4 separate regions of the Mus musculus genome follow, and all the other regions are linked to region 1. A link is a contact called in public HiChIP or PLAC-seq and promoter capture Hi-C data. All regions are on one chromosome and are shown on one strand. Each heading gives the region's core, a stretch centred on a gene start, on an enhancer-like site or on the middle of the called end of the contact. The rest is flanking DNA. Distances are from core to core; before and after follow the strand shown. Region 1 holds the start of Dedd2 (death effector domain-containing DNA binding protein 2). Region 2 overlaps Tgfb1 (transforming growth factor, beta 1). Region 3 holds the start of Tgfb1 (transforming growth factor, beta 1). Region 4 overlaps Bckdha (branched chain ketoacid dehydrogenase E1, alpha polypeptide).

Region 1 (3,072 bases), core at 397-2,896:
CTCCAAGCAGCCCCTGCCGCTCTTGACACAGACCCTCCACTCCAGTAGTGTAGGACCCTTCACTATCCACGCCTCCCATTGGGCGGTGCTCTCAGGAGAGGCAGCCAATCAGAGCTGGTAGCGCAGGGCACGCGCCCTCGCGCCTGCGTGTTGGGAGTCAGGCGGGGCTCCGCGAGTTTCTCCACGCAGACACCAGTGCCCTGGAGGCGGTGTCCGGGACCAGGAGAGGCGCCTGCGCAGTTCTCCGGGGCCGCTCCTTTCCTGCTGTTTGAAAATTCAGCGGAGAAAAGTGTGCATCCTTATAGAGCGAGGTCGCACAAATGAACGTGGCGGTGCGAGACTTTGACAGGTGTTATCTCGTAGCAGAAGAGACTGAGCGTTTCTGACAGCGTAACTAAAAAGCCAGACACACTTGTACTTTTCCTGCGCCGCCTCAGTTTTTGCTTACGTGCAAAGTGGACTGGAATCGCATCTCCTGAAAGGTTGTTGAAGGCATTGAATTTTGTCATACACATAAAAATGTTCGGCTCGGGGCCTGATACACCGTAGTACTCACTATAGCCCACCCATCATAGAAGCTTTACCGTTTATAAATAGCTTTCCCCTTCCTCCCATTCTTTGTCTGATTCAATGATATTCACACAGAGAGCCCATACCGTGGACTCCACTGCCATCCGTTTCACAGGTGGAAAAGCTAAGGCCCAGAAAAGGGAAACAAACAGCCAGCATTGAGCCAGAGCCTCCCGCCCCTTAGGGAGACAATTCCGGGGGTGGAAACCAGTCCTAGAAGAGACCTGTCTTAGGCACGTGCTGGCCCTGACCTTGAGTCACCTAAGTGGGGGAGGAGGAGCGACCGTCACGCTCAAGGCCTCGTGTAGGGGACATGAAGACACCCTAGCCTCCACTTCTGTGACAGGATTGCTCTCATAGGTGCAGGTTAGGAGGGGCATCTGGGTGGCTCCAAGACTCAAGAGGGCTCAGAAGCGATTGTACAAAGGCTGTTCTAACCGTGGGTGTGGTGTCTATGATAGGAGGTGCTGATGGACGTCTTCGGAATGTGCTGCACACAGGGGGTGGCAAGGTCTATTGAGATTTGGGAAGAGGTATCATTCTGCTGCTTGCGACTGGAGAATTTATAAATTGGGGCTGGGGAGCTGTATGAGCAAGAATTTCCATGTAGGATCTGAGACAGCAGAGTTGAGTTGTAGGTTTCTGGTTGCCACCAGAATGGGGCATACTGTATTACAAGTCCTGATTATGAGCCTTGAGCGCTCCAGGGAGTCGGGACCCTCGTGACTGGTTTACTTTGCGCTGACAGCTGTTGGCACTGGTCATGTGGGTGTCTAGGACGTGATCAGGAGGAAGAGGTAGTCTGTGGGATGAGTAATTCCACCAGGTCGTGTCATAGGATTCAGGGGACACACACCGAGCCTGAAACCACCATCAAGAGCAAGACACAGCGAGGTTTTGCTCTTGCGCAAGCGCAGCAAGGGAGAGTCCGGACGCTTGGGTTAGGGGCGGATCTGGAGTCCTGGAAGGGGTGGAGCTTGAGGTCTGATTCTGCGCTTGCGCTGTAGGGGCGTGGCGGTCGCACCTGCGCGAGTTGGGCGAAAGAGGAGGAGCGAGGTGACGCAGGCGTAATAATAGAGAAGGTGCCAGAAAGATCCAAAACAAGTGGCTGCGGCCGTCGCCCAGAAGTCATCGGACGCTGGAATCTGGTGAGGATAAGAGAGGCCTAAAGGTGACTGGTGAAGGGTAGCTGGAACCACTTGGGTGCTCGGGTGAGGGCAGGATCGATCGCCCTTTCAGGGAGGGGGGGTCGGATTCAGACAGTACCACCTGTGTGGCGCTCAGGGTTGTCTTGGTCGGTCCCACTTGCAGGGGGCCGAGGGTCACTTTTGAAAGGTATCACTTGAGTGGGATGTTGGAGCTAGCAGGAAGGTACTAGTGGACAGAACCCGAGGGCTATGACCGGACATTTGCCATCCGAAGTCACCGGGCAGTGGACAAGGTGCCCTGCAATGGGCCATGTAGCTCATTCGAGCTGGTCGTCTAGGTCAGTCGGTGGCAAGTTCGAAACGTACTACTCAGAAAAGGGCATCTGGGCTTGGTCCTCCCGACAGTGATGTGGACCGGTGGGGTCTAGCGTTCGACCTGTTACTATGGGATCTCGGGCGATACCATTCCTGTCCGTGGGAGGGAGAGAGGTTGAGACCGTTGAGGGTGTGGGGGGCGACTCTGCCCGGAGACACCTTGCGGGGCCCACGCTCTGGCCTCTGTGGGCTTTGAGCCACTGTGTCGCTGACCACGACCTCCTCCCCGCCGTGTGGGTTCTAGGCCCTGGTTCTGAGCTTGTTCCGCACCCCTCCCCTGGGAATGGCGTTGTCCGGGTCGACCCCGGCCCCGAGCTGGGAGGAGGATGAGTGTTTGGATTACTACGGCATGCTGTCGCTTCACCGTATGTTCGAGGTAGTGGGCGGGCAGCTGACCGAGTGCGAACTGGAGCTCCTGGCCTTCCTGCTGGATGAGGCCCCCGGCGCCCCCGGCGGCCTGGCCCGCGCCCGCAGCGGCCTGGAGCTGCTTCTGGAGCTGGAACGCCGCGGGCAGTGCGACGAGAGCAACCTGCGGCTGCTGAGCCAACTCCTGCGCGTGCTAGCCCGTCACGACCTCCTGCCACATCTGGCGCGCAAGCGGCGCCGGCCAGGTAGGGTTTGAATAGGAAGTTGCAGAAACACCTTGCTCCCTCTGGGCCCCTGTACTTCCCTGATAAGGATATACAGTCTCCCCTATTTCACAGCGAGAAACTCAACAGTGAGAGGGTATGGCTTAGGTAGAAGTGAGCTTGTGGGATTCGGCCATATCAGTAATGATTGTGGCCACTGTTTGTGGAACTTTTTATGCCAGGAAGAGACAAACCTTTCATAGGAAAGGTTTCATAGGCACTGTCACCTGACAGCCCTCCCCCGCCCCCAGGGAAAACAACAGGTTCAGAGACGCTGGGTACCTTGCAGCATGTGAGGCTACAGAGAAGTTACAGCCAAGATGCCAACTCCACGAAACTTGTATTAGTGG
Region 2 (3,072 bases), core at 292-2,791, 490 kb before region 1:
ATGTGGTGCAAGCTTGGCCCTATAATGTATATTTATGTGATGGCCTTTTCTATCAAACTTTCTACTTGTGTCATGTCCTGTGAGGGCCCAGGGCTGGACTGTTTATAGTCTGTATGTGTGGTCTGTGTCGACTGCCAGGTGTCAGAATCTATGTCACTAGTCTTGAGAGGTGAATGTGTTGGTGTAGTTGTGGGACCCTGTCCATACTTTGGCTTCTGCTGGGGGTAGTGGGGCTATTCAGCAATCCTTGAATGACTACAATCCTGATTGTGTTCTTGCTTGCGTGTTTGTGTATCTGCCAGGCCAGAGCTAGTGGCAATGACAAATGTTCTTGTCCTGCCCCAAACCCCAACCTGTTCCTCAGAGGCTCTCAGCCCCTGATGGGACGAGACTAGGAGGCCTCTGACCCACTCTTCCAGGCTCAGTGCTGTCAACCTCAAACCAAAGGAACTCTGCCCTCAGTCACCCTGCCTCCCTCCCTCCCTCCCTCCCAGACACTCCCTGAGTGGAAAGCAAGTTTAGGAGCCCTGGGGGCCTGAGAAAGGCAGAGGGTAGGGGAAGTGAAACACAGGAGAAAGGAGGAAACGGGCTTGAGAAAGAGGAAGCAGGAGAGAATTCACAAGCTCCCCCCAGCAGATGGGAAGAGATGAAACACAGGACTCGCTAGGCTCAGGCAGCCGGTCTTTCTTGCCTGGGTAACTTATCTTCCTGAGGACACATGCATGCATATACGCTCATGCATGTGCACTCTCTCTCTCTCTCTCTCTCTCTCTCTCTCTCTCAACCCCAGGAAGGGAGGAGGCAGGGTGACTGAGGACAGAGTTCCTCACCATTCACTTAACTCGCAGTGATTTACCAGAAATGGAGGCCTCGGATACAGCTTTTTAGCTCATCTGGTAAGGCTATGTGTCCCCCAAGTTCTTTTGGGGTCCCATACTCCTGATCAAGATATGATCAAGAAAGCAGTCTTAGATCCATGTGCAGATGCTAAACTAACTAAGTTCTGTGGATTTAGGAAGTAACCACCTTCCGTGTGTGTAAATACTTCCTCCTGTAAAGAGCACACGATCCCCCAAAAAGGATAAGCAAGCTTTTGGAGAGAGTGGGAAGGACTGAGGGGTTTTCCATATACTTAGCTCTGCTTGGCTGGGGGCTATGTAGATCAGGCTGGCTTTGAACTTGTGGTGATGATACTCCTGCCTCTGCCTCCTGTTCAAATTACAGGCAGCCTGTTCAGACCACACCCATCTTCACAGGTTTTCCAGAAGGACCAGGTGATATTGCTGGCCCTGCATACGAGGCTGCAGAAACAGTACATGGCTCCAAACAGTATGTGGAGGAAGCAGCGAGTGTGGCCGTGAGCCAGCGGGACTTATTTACAGAAACAGGCTGCAGGCTGCAGGCTGCAGGAGGCTTGGGGCCAACCTTGGCCAGCCCCTGCTCTGTCAGGCTGTGGGAAGAAAGCTGTGATCAAGGACAGCCACACACCTGACATGTAGGAGAGTTGTCATTCCCTGGCTTGTGCTGACTTGGATCTGACTCAGCGCCCAACACCCTTCCCTTAGACTCTTCCAGTCACGTTGCTCTCTTTCCTCACACAGTGGCACACCCCAAGATGGCTGTCACTTGTCACTTCCGGTCTTCCAAGAATCTCTCTCTCTCTCTCTCTCTCTCTCACACACACACACACACACACACACACACACACTCCCTGATTCCACTTCCTTCTTGTGGCTCCCCCTCCCCCTAGGCTCCTTTCACCCAGTGACATAGTCAGCACCAACACCAACTACTGATTTGGTGTTTTGGTATTTTGGAGACCGTTTCTTCTATGTGTAGTCCTGTGTATCCAGAACTTGCTCTGTAAACCAGGCTGGCCTCAAACTCAGAGACCAATCTGCTACAGCCTCCTGAGTGCTGGTCTTAAAGGCCTGTGCCACCACATTCTGTGAATTGGGGGTTTTTTGGGATAGGGTCTAATGTAACCCGGAAGCCCCAGAGTTCCTTATCTAACCCTTGCCTTCCCACTGCAGGCATTTCAGTACCACACACTCAACTCTGAACCAGTAGCCTGGTTATATCTGAGCTAGCCTGAGCTATATCTATCTGCCTGCCTCAGTCTCCTGAATGCAGGGACTTGTCACATGGGGCCACCACAACCCACTGTATCAGCACTTTTTGCTCTTCCATATACTCATCATCCAAGAAATGAATTCATCCCAGCAGGAATTCAGGCTCTCCCGGATTGCCTCGTGGATGCTCAGAGGTATAAAGCACTGTGAACGGTGCCTAAAGAGATGATACCTGAGTCTAATAGGGTTTTCCCTGGGCCTCAGCGTCGCCCCCTGGAATTCTGGGATCAAAGCCGGCGTTCCTTAGGGAGTGCTGGAGGCGATTGCACAGAAAGGGACAAGATGTGGTAGGGGCGTCAGCTAAGAGGGAGACGCAATCCGGCGGCCAATGACACGGAGACCACCAGTCCTCTGTCACCTTTAATGGGCCCCCCAGGTGGGCTTGAGGGGGGGTGCAGGTGTCCTTAAATACAGCCCCGGGCGCTGCGGGCGGGGCGGGGGCGGGGCCGGGCCTGCCGGGAGGGGCGGGGCGGGGCGGGGCTTCAGCTGCACTTGCAGGAGCGCACAATCATGTTGGACAACTGCTCCACCTTGGGCTTGCGACCCACGTAGTAGACGATGGGCAGTGGCTCCAAAGCCTGCGGCACGCAGCACGGTGACGCCGAAGCGCCCGGGTTGTGTTGGTTGTAGAGGGCAAGGACCTGCGGGTGGGCCGGGGTCACTGCCAGAGTACAGGGGCTCCCCCTATCTCTCTCCCCACCAGGATCTCTACATTTCTGTCTCTTATCTCTGAGCCTCCTCAACTTCCATCTCTGTTTCCCTATCTCTCCCAGTCTATTTCTATATATGTCTCTCCCTATTGTTCTCTGTCCCTCATCTGTCCCCATCTCGGCCTCTCTCTCTCTCTCTCTTCCTCTCTCTCTCTCTCTCTTCATCCTATCTCCTCTTCCTGTCTGCCTCAGTCACTTACTCTCCCATCTCCAATTCTCCCCACCTCCTT
Region 3 (3,072 bases), core at 270-2,769, 470 kb before region 1:
ACCATTAGGGGAACTTAAAACAAAACCTGCCAAATGCTCCTCTTCTAGAGGGGACTCTCCCCACGACCTTGCTTTTCTAGGAGAGGATCACTTTGGCAGGCTGTCTATTCCTCTCAAAGACACCTGGGGTACGGGAAAGTGCCAGCCTCTTTGGGACACCCACACAGTTGTCCCGGTGCCCCCAGGGCTCCCCTTCCTCCAGCCAGTTTCCTCTGAGGGTAATTTCCTCCCGGTGACCCCTGCACTCCGGCGCCCCCTGGGGGCTCCCTCCTGGCTCCCCGGCCCCTCGGAGCTCACCGTTGTTGCGGTCCACCATTAGCACGCGGGTGACCTCTTTAGCATAGTAGTCCGCTTCGGGCTCCGGCTCTGGGTCGGCGCTCTCGCCTGCCACCCGGTCGCGGGTGCTGTTGTACAAAGCGAGCACCGCCTCGGGCAGCGGGCCGGGCGGTACCTCCCCCTGGCTTGGGGGACTGGCGAGCCTTAGTTTGGACAGGATCTGGCCACGGATGGCTTCGATGCGCTTCCGTTTCACCAGCTCCATGTCGATGGTCTTGCAGGTGGAGAGTCCCGCGGCTGGCCTCCCGGGCGTCAGCACTAGAAGCCACGGGAGTGGGAGCAGAAGCGGCAGTAGCCGCAGCCCCGAGGGCGGCATGGGGGAGGCGGCGCCCCACGGCACTTCGGAGAGCGGGAACCCTCGGCAAAGGTGGGATGCGGAGGCCCCGCCCCTGCAGGGCTTGTGGGGTGGGGTCTCCCAAGGAAAGGTAGGTGATAGTCCTGAATAATTTGAGGTTGAGGGAGAAAGCAGCAGGAGTCGCGGTGAGGCTCTGACACCAAGGTGTCTCAGTATACCACCAGGGTAAAAATCGAGATGAGCGCTCTCTGAGATCCAAAAGTGGGTGTTCTTAAATAGGGGAGCTACTGCCAGCAGGTCCGAGGGAGATCTGCCTCTCGGGGGAGAGAGGGTCCTGGGATGCGAGGGACTCAAGAGGCAGGCTGGGGGGAGGGCGGCGTGCAAGGGGTGCGCCCCAGCTTTGGGGTGAAGTCTTCGCGGGAGGCGGGGTTTGTGGCTCCCGAGGGCTGGTCCGGAATAGGGGCGTCTGAGGAACGCCGGGTAGCGATCGAGTGTCCACGACGGTGAGCAGGGCTGTCTGGAGTCCTCAGGTCCTGCCTCCTTGCGAGACAGCGCAGTGCCAAGAAGTCCCCACGTCTCTGACTTGCAGTAGCAGCGGAAAAGTCTCAAAACTTTTTTCCTCTTCTCTCAACCAGCTCGTCCCTCCTCCCACTCCTCCTCCCCCTCCTCCCTGCGGCGGCGGCTGGTCTCAGACTCTGGGGCCTCGGACGGCTCCTCGGCTGCTCCTTTGCCGGCTCCCAGCGGAGGCCGACTCCGAGTGCGGCTCAGAGCCGGGGGTGCCCCGAAGGGGCGTCCCCCCTGCCCCGGCCGGGGGCCTGGCTGTCTGGAGGATCCGCGGCGGGAGGAGGAGGGGGACGGCCTGGGGCGCGAAGGGCGGCGGCGGCGGCGGGACCGGCTGGGGCGGCGGGGGTTTTGAAGCCGCCCCGGCCCCACCCAGGAAGCGCGCGCGGGGCGGGGGCAGCCCCAGGGGGAGGGCATGGGGGGGCACTGTCTTCATCTTAGCGTGGGCGGGCTCCAAGGGGGGTCCCTTCAGCCCTGCGGGGAGGGGGCGGGCACCCCGGCCTCGCCCCACCTCCAGGGTGCTGCCTCCTGGCGGCGGAGCACTACTAAAGCCGGTGACCAACCAAAGCGCCCCGGTGGATTTGGGAGTTGTTGAAGGGTCAAAGGAAAAATTGGGACTTCGTGAGAAAACAGAGTCCTGTATTAGAAGTGGGGACCTAGGCGGTGGAGAGCGAAAGGCAGGGGCAGACTTTGCGGATGAGAGTGTCAAGGAGAGTGAAATAAGGAGACCGACGTCTGAGAGCTTTAGCGGATACAAGGAGGCACCTTACCCATGAGAAATACACGCTTTTATTAAGTGCCCCCGACAGTCCAAACAGTGGGCCCTGCTCATGTCCCTCCAACCCACAGCCCTTTCTACCCCGTAGTTCAGTGGAGCATGGGCCACAGGGGAGTTCCTGGCCTTGCAGTCCATGGCATAGGGGCCATGACTTGGGGGTGATCAGGACTGACAGTCTCCAGAGTCCACGTGCCTGCTTCACTGCTGTGCCATTATGTGCTCAGTGGATGATGGCGATTAGTAGCAATGAAGTCCCTCAACACTCCACTCCATAGCGATCGAAGTGGCGCAGCAGCAGGCCGATACCAAGGTGCACTGTGCCACCCGCGGCCGTGTGCAGGCGGTAGCGGTCAGCCCCGCTGTAGATGGTATCTGCGTGCAGCAGCTGTGGCCCACCACCCACGAAAGCCCGTGCTAGCTGCTCCCTCCAACTGCCCAGGGGCCTCCATGTAGGGCAGTCCAGCTGATGAGTGCCTGGGCTGCTAGGCACATGGCAAAAGCCATAGCCAGCAAGCTGGCAGCGGCCAAAGCTGTCCTGGGACCACACCTGGAGATGGAGTCGAGGCCAACCTGCGGGAGGAGAGGCGTTAGAGAAAAGGACAAAGGGGCAGAACCCTGCTCCCGGGTTCCCAGCATTGAAACCACTGGAGACCTCGCACAGTACTTTTACCTTGGATTATTGCCTGAATTTCCTCTCTGGGTTCTCATCTCCCACTCACTCCACATAGTAGTCACAGGAATCTAGAGCAATCCACATTACCCTCTTGCTCAAAACCCTCCCATGACTCCCCTGGGCCACAGAACAAAGTCCAACCTCTCAAGTCAAGTCTGGCCTCGTCTGACCTCCCTTTGTGGTCTCTTCACTCTCCCAGGCCCCCAGGTCAGCACCTCAGCTTAGACCCCTTCCGCCCTCCTCCTCATGGACTTGCTTTGCTCTCACGCACCTGACTCAGATTTCCTTTCTTCCCCAGTGGAGCCATCTCTCCCCTTCGTTAGGTTTCTAGTGGCCTCAATGCACAGCTGAGTGTCCCAGCCTGACAGTCCAATGCTTGGAGATGCAGCCCAGCCCCCCCCCCCCCCAACCCTAAGCCCTCCCCTGGCA
Region 4 (3,072 bases), core at 415-2,914, 430 kb before region 1:
GGATCTGCGCTTGTCTTCCCCTGCTGCTACAGCAGATGTCTCTGCTGTTCAAGGCTAAGAAGAGGAAGGAAACTCAGACTGTGAGAGCCTGGCCTGAGGTGGTGACTGTAAATCTTGTAGGCACGCAGGCATTCCCCCATCCCATCCACCCTCCCCCCAAAAAAGAAAGAAAAAAGAGAACAAACGAACAAAACAAAACTAACCACCGTCTCGGGCTCTGTTGGTAGAACGTACCAGCACTGCCTTAGCTGAGCAGCGCAGACCCATAATTCTAATGCTCAGGAAGCAGAGGCAGGAGGATTGCAGGGAACTCCCAGCCAGCCAGGGCTATGTGGCAAGACTCTGCAGGAAGCAAAAAAGAAAACAAAAAACAAACAAACAAAAAAAGATTCACCCTTAAGGCCATTGAAACGGCTCAGAGAGTAGAAGCAGCTGCCATCAAGCCTAGTGACTTGAGCTGTTTCCAGGACCTGCATGAAGGCGAGAGAGAATCAACTCCCACAAGTTACCTCACTCTCCATCGCACGTGCACACCCAGTAAATAAAAGTGTAGTTTAAAAAATTAAAATGGAGCCGGGCGTGGTGGCGCATGCCTTTAATCCCAGCACTCGGGAGGCAGAGACAGGTGGATTTCTGAGTTTGAGGCCAGCCTGGTCTACATAGTGAGTTCCAGGACAGCCAGGGCTACACAGAGAAACCCTGTCTCAAAAAAACCAAAAAAAAAAAAAAAAAAAAAAAAAAAAAATTAAAATGGTCAGGTGTGGTGGCGCATGCCTTTAATCCCAGCACTCGGGAGGCAGAGGCAGGAGGATTTCTGAGTTTGAGGCCAGCCTGGTCTACAAAGTGAGTTCCAGGACAGCCAGGGCTACATGGAGAAACCCTGTCTCGAAAAACCAAAAAAAAACAAACAAACAAACAAAAAAATTAAAAATGGCTCAGTGGTTAGGAGCATGGTCTGTTCTTCTAGGGGACCCAGCACCCACACAGGCGGCTCAGAACTCTCTGGAACGCCAGCTCCAGGAGAATCAGCACTCTCACGAAGACATGCATGCAGACAGAACACCAGCACTTAAAATAAAAATAAATCAGGAAAAAAATTAAAAACTTAAAAGCCAGGTCCACTGTCTGTAGCATTTCGACCCTCATCTGGGAGTGCAGAGGTGCTAGGGCGCTGAGCAAGGGTGGTCAGAGCCAGGCTTCTGCTCATTGTCACCGATGGCCTGCTTCAGCGCTCTGAAGGCTCTCCAAGTGACTTGCCAAGAGGAGGTAGTTCTTACTGAGGTCTCTCCTGTTTAGGATAACCTTTGGCCTGGAGGCTAAATGTAGCCAAAGACAGGTATAAATGTAGCCCAACATGGAATTATAAACTTCACTAAAACACGATGACATTATTTTTTTCTGTTTGTGTGTGTGTGTGTGTTTTGCTAACTGTGGTGAAGTTCTAGTTAAGTGTAGTTTGTAGATAACAGTGTTGTGTTGCAATGTTAAGCCGTTGGATGCCCCTGAGGGTGTTGGCTGATGTCTTAAGGAATCTGGTGTGGGTTTTGCACATTATGAAACACTTTGTGATTGATAGTTTCAACACACAAAGTGCTGGTGCACTGCTATTAAAAATGGGGAAACAAAGGTTTAGCGATAGGAAGTCTGAGGCTGGGACTCCAAAGCCTGAGTCCTTCCTGGCTGCCAGGGAGAGGGGGAAGCTCAGGCGCGTTGGTCTCACAAGACACTGAGCCTCACCCTGACCTCTCCACAGCTTCTGTCCAGGACACTTGCTTCTGGTGGGCTGTGCTAGCTTCAGAAGAGCTAGGCTCAGGCCGACAGCACTCCTCCCCCACACGTCATCCACGCTGGCCACTTTTGTTTGTTTGTTTGTTTTTGAGACTGCATCCCATGGTGCAGTCCTTGCTTGGCCTCTGATCCTCCTCTCTGCGTCCCGAGAGCTGATATTAAAGGTGTGCACCACAACACTCATGAATTTTGTTTTGGAATACAGTATTGTTGACCTAAGAAGAAACGTCTTTTTTGAGGAGGAGATGGCACGTGCATGCCACTGTGAATGTTCACAGGTCAGAGGTCAGCTTTGGGGTCCCAGAGGTCAAATGATCAAACTTCAGGCCATCAGAATTGGTGGCCTTTGCCAGATGAAACTTCTCTCTGGCTTTTGTTTTCTTTTTCTTTTAAGGCAGGGTCTCTAGTAGCCTAGGTTAGCCTTGAACTGAGACTGGCTTTGAACTTGTCATCTTCCTGTCTTCACTTCCCTTGTGTACCAGCATGCCTTGGTTTTGTTTCAGGTTGCCTTCAGTGCTGGGGAGAGAGCCATGGACCTCGCGGGTGCTAGGCAGGTGCGCTCCGCCCCTCACTAACTCAGTGTAAGGGTCTTACCTGGGAGGCGTTTTGATTCTAGGAGAGAGAAGACTGTCTCATGGAGCAGAAGTGTTCCAGTCACCCGAGCAGCTTTGTTTGACAGACAGTGCAAGGAACAAAGGGTCTATTCACACTAGTTTTTCTTGTAGGAGATGGAGGGGTGAAATCAGTGGAGGAGCTGGCTGGTGGGCACCACCAGGCCCCACGCCTGCAGCTTGTTTTGGCTGGCTGACCTGCTGGTTCCTCAGTTTGGGATTGTACACTTTAGATTTCCTTGGGCAAAACCAGAAATACTTCCCTTACATAGTGCTGGCAAGGGTTAAAGAGAGATTATTTTGTTTGTTTGTTTTTGTTTTTAGAGACAGGGTTTCTCTATAGCCCTGGCTGTCCTGGAACTCACTCTGTAGACCAGGCTGGCCTCAAACTCAGAAATCTCCCTGCCTCTCTGCCTCCCAAGTACTGGGATCAAAGGTGTGCGCCACCACTGCCCGGCTTTTGTTTGGGTTTTGAGACAAGATCTCATCCTGGGCAACCCTGAAAACTCTGATCCTCGTACCTTCCCCTCCAAGTGCTGGGTTTCCTTCCGAGTGTGGGCCATCACGTCCACCTAGAGTGCATATGGCGTTGTTTCCCTGGAGTCGTGCTATGTAGTCCAGGCTGGCCTGGAACTGGATGCAGTTCTGCCCCTGCTTCCTGAGTGTGGGCTAA

The links. Promoter capture Hi-C pulls out the DNA fragments that hold promoters and counts their contacts. HiChIP or PLAC-seq counts read pairs in DNA pulled down with a chosen protein or histone mark. Capture Hi-C pulls out chosen DNA fragments and counts their contacts.
Region 2: a FOXA1 HiChIP or PLAC-seq map of pancreatic cancer cells shows a contact between it and region 1. The contact joins the enhancer-like site here to the promoter of Dedd2 in region 1. A contact is called at or near these places in 5 of 39 promoter capture datasets (the C10 cell line, HPC-7-derived erythroid cells, hematopoietic stem and progenitor cells and 2 more), 1 of 484 Hi-C or Micro-C datasets (B cells), 1 of 115 datasets of contacts at active chromatin or transcription factors (pancreatic cancer cells) and 2 of 9 other capture datasets (adipose tissue and liver).
Region 3: a promoter capture Hi-C map of adipose tissue shows a contact between it and region 1. The contact joins the promoter of Tgfb1 here to the promoter of Dedd2 in region 1. A contact is called at or near these places in 14 of 39 promoter capture datasets (the 3T3-L1 cell line, the C10 cell line, the HPC-7 cell line and 10 more), 3 of 484 Hi-C or Micro-C datasets (embryonic stem cells and nephron progenitors), 3 of 115 datasets of contacts at active chromatin or transcription factors (extraembryonic endoderm stem cells, memory CD8 T cells and pancreatic cancer cells) and 2 of 9 other capture datasets (adipose tissue and liver).
Region 4: a contact with region 1 is called in a promoter capture Hi-C map of hematopoietic stem and progenitor cells. The contact joins the enhancer-like site here to the promoter of Dedd2 in region 1. A contact is called at or near these places in 8 of 39 promoter capture datasets (the C10 cell line, the HPC-7 cell line, cranial neural crest and 5 more), 2 of 484 Hi-C or Micro-C datasets (cortical neurons and embryonic stem cells), 2 of 115 datasets of contacts at active chromatin or transcription factors (bone marrow-derived macrophages and pancreatic cancer cells) and 3 of 9 other capture datasets (adipose tissue, embryonic stem cells and liver).

The regions. Positions count from the first base shown.
Region 1 is chr7:25,218,433-25,221,504 of GRCm38.p6, reverse strand. It overlaps Dedd2 (death effector domain-containing DNA binding protein 2), which reads left to right and starts at 1,646. Exons shown (of 5, transcript NM_207677.3): 1 at 1,646-1,741; 2 at 2,338-2,704. The coding sequence starts at 2,377. It overlaps Zfp526 (zinc finger protein 526), which reads right to left and starts at 80. Exons shown (of 3, transcript NM_175436.5): 1 at 1-80.
Region 2 is chr7:25,704,485-25,707,556 of GRCm38.p6, reverse strand. Tgfb1 (transforming growth factor, beta 1) reads right to left here. Exons shown (of 7, transcript NM_011577.2): 7 at 2,480-2,773. The coding sequence ends at 2,615. Among named protein-coding and RNA genes, the nearest start is that of Ccdc97, 13 kb to the left of the region's middle. Within about 2 kb of position 1,541, at least 143 of the 459 cell types and tissues checked have an H3K27ac peak or open chromatin away from gene starts, as enhancers often do. A contact at or near this core is called in B cells, adipose tissue, hematopoietic stem and progenitor cells and 2 more, where this site is marked.
Region 3 is chr7:25,685,449-25,688,520 of GRCm38.p6, reverse strand. Tgfb1 (transforming growth factor, beta 1) reads right to left here and starts at 1,519. Exons shown (of 7, transcript NM_011577.2): 1 at 298-1,519. The coding sequence starts at 652. It overlaps B9d2 (B9 protein domain 2), which reads right to left. Exons shown (of 4, transcript NM_001362154.1): 4 at 1,959-2,540. The coding sequence ends at 2,227.
Region 4 is chr7:25,648,498-25,651,569 of GRCm38.p6, reverse strand. The region is part of intron 1 of Bckdha (branched chain ketoacid dehydrogenase E1, alpha polypeptide); the gene reads left to right. Among named protein-coding and RNA genes, the nearest start is that of Bckdha, 8.7 kb to the left of the region's middle. Within about 2 kb of position 1,664, at least 51 of the 459 cell types and tissues checked have an H3K27ac peak or open chromatin away from gene starts, as enhancers often do. A contact at or near this core is called in adipose tissue, bone marrow-derived macrophages, hematopoietic stem and progenitor cells and 1 more, where this site is marked.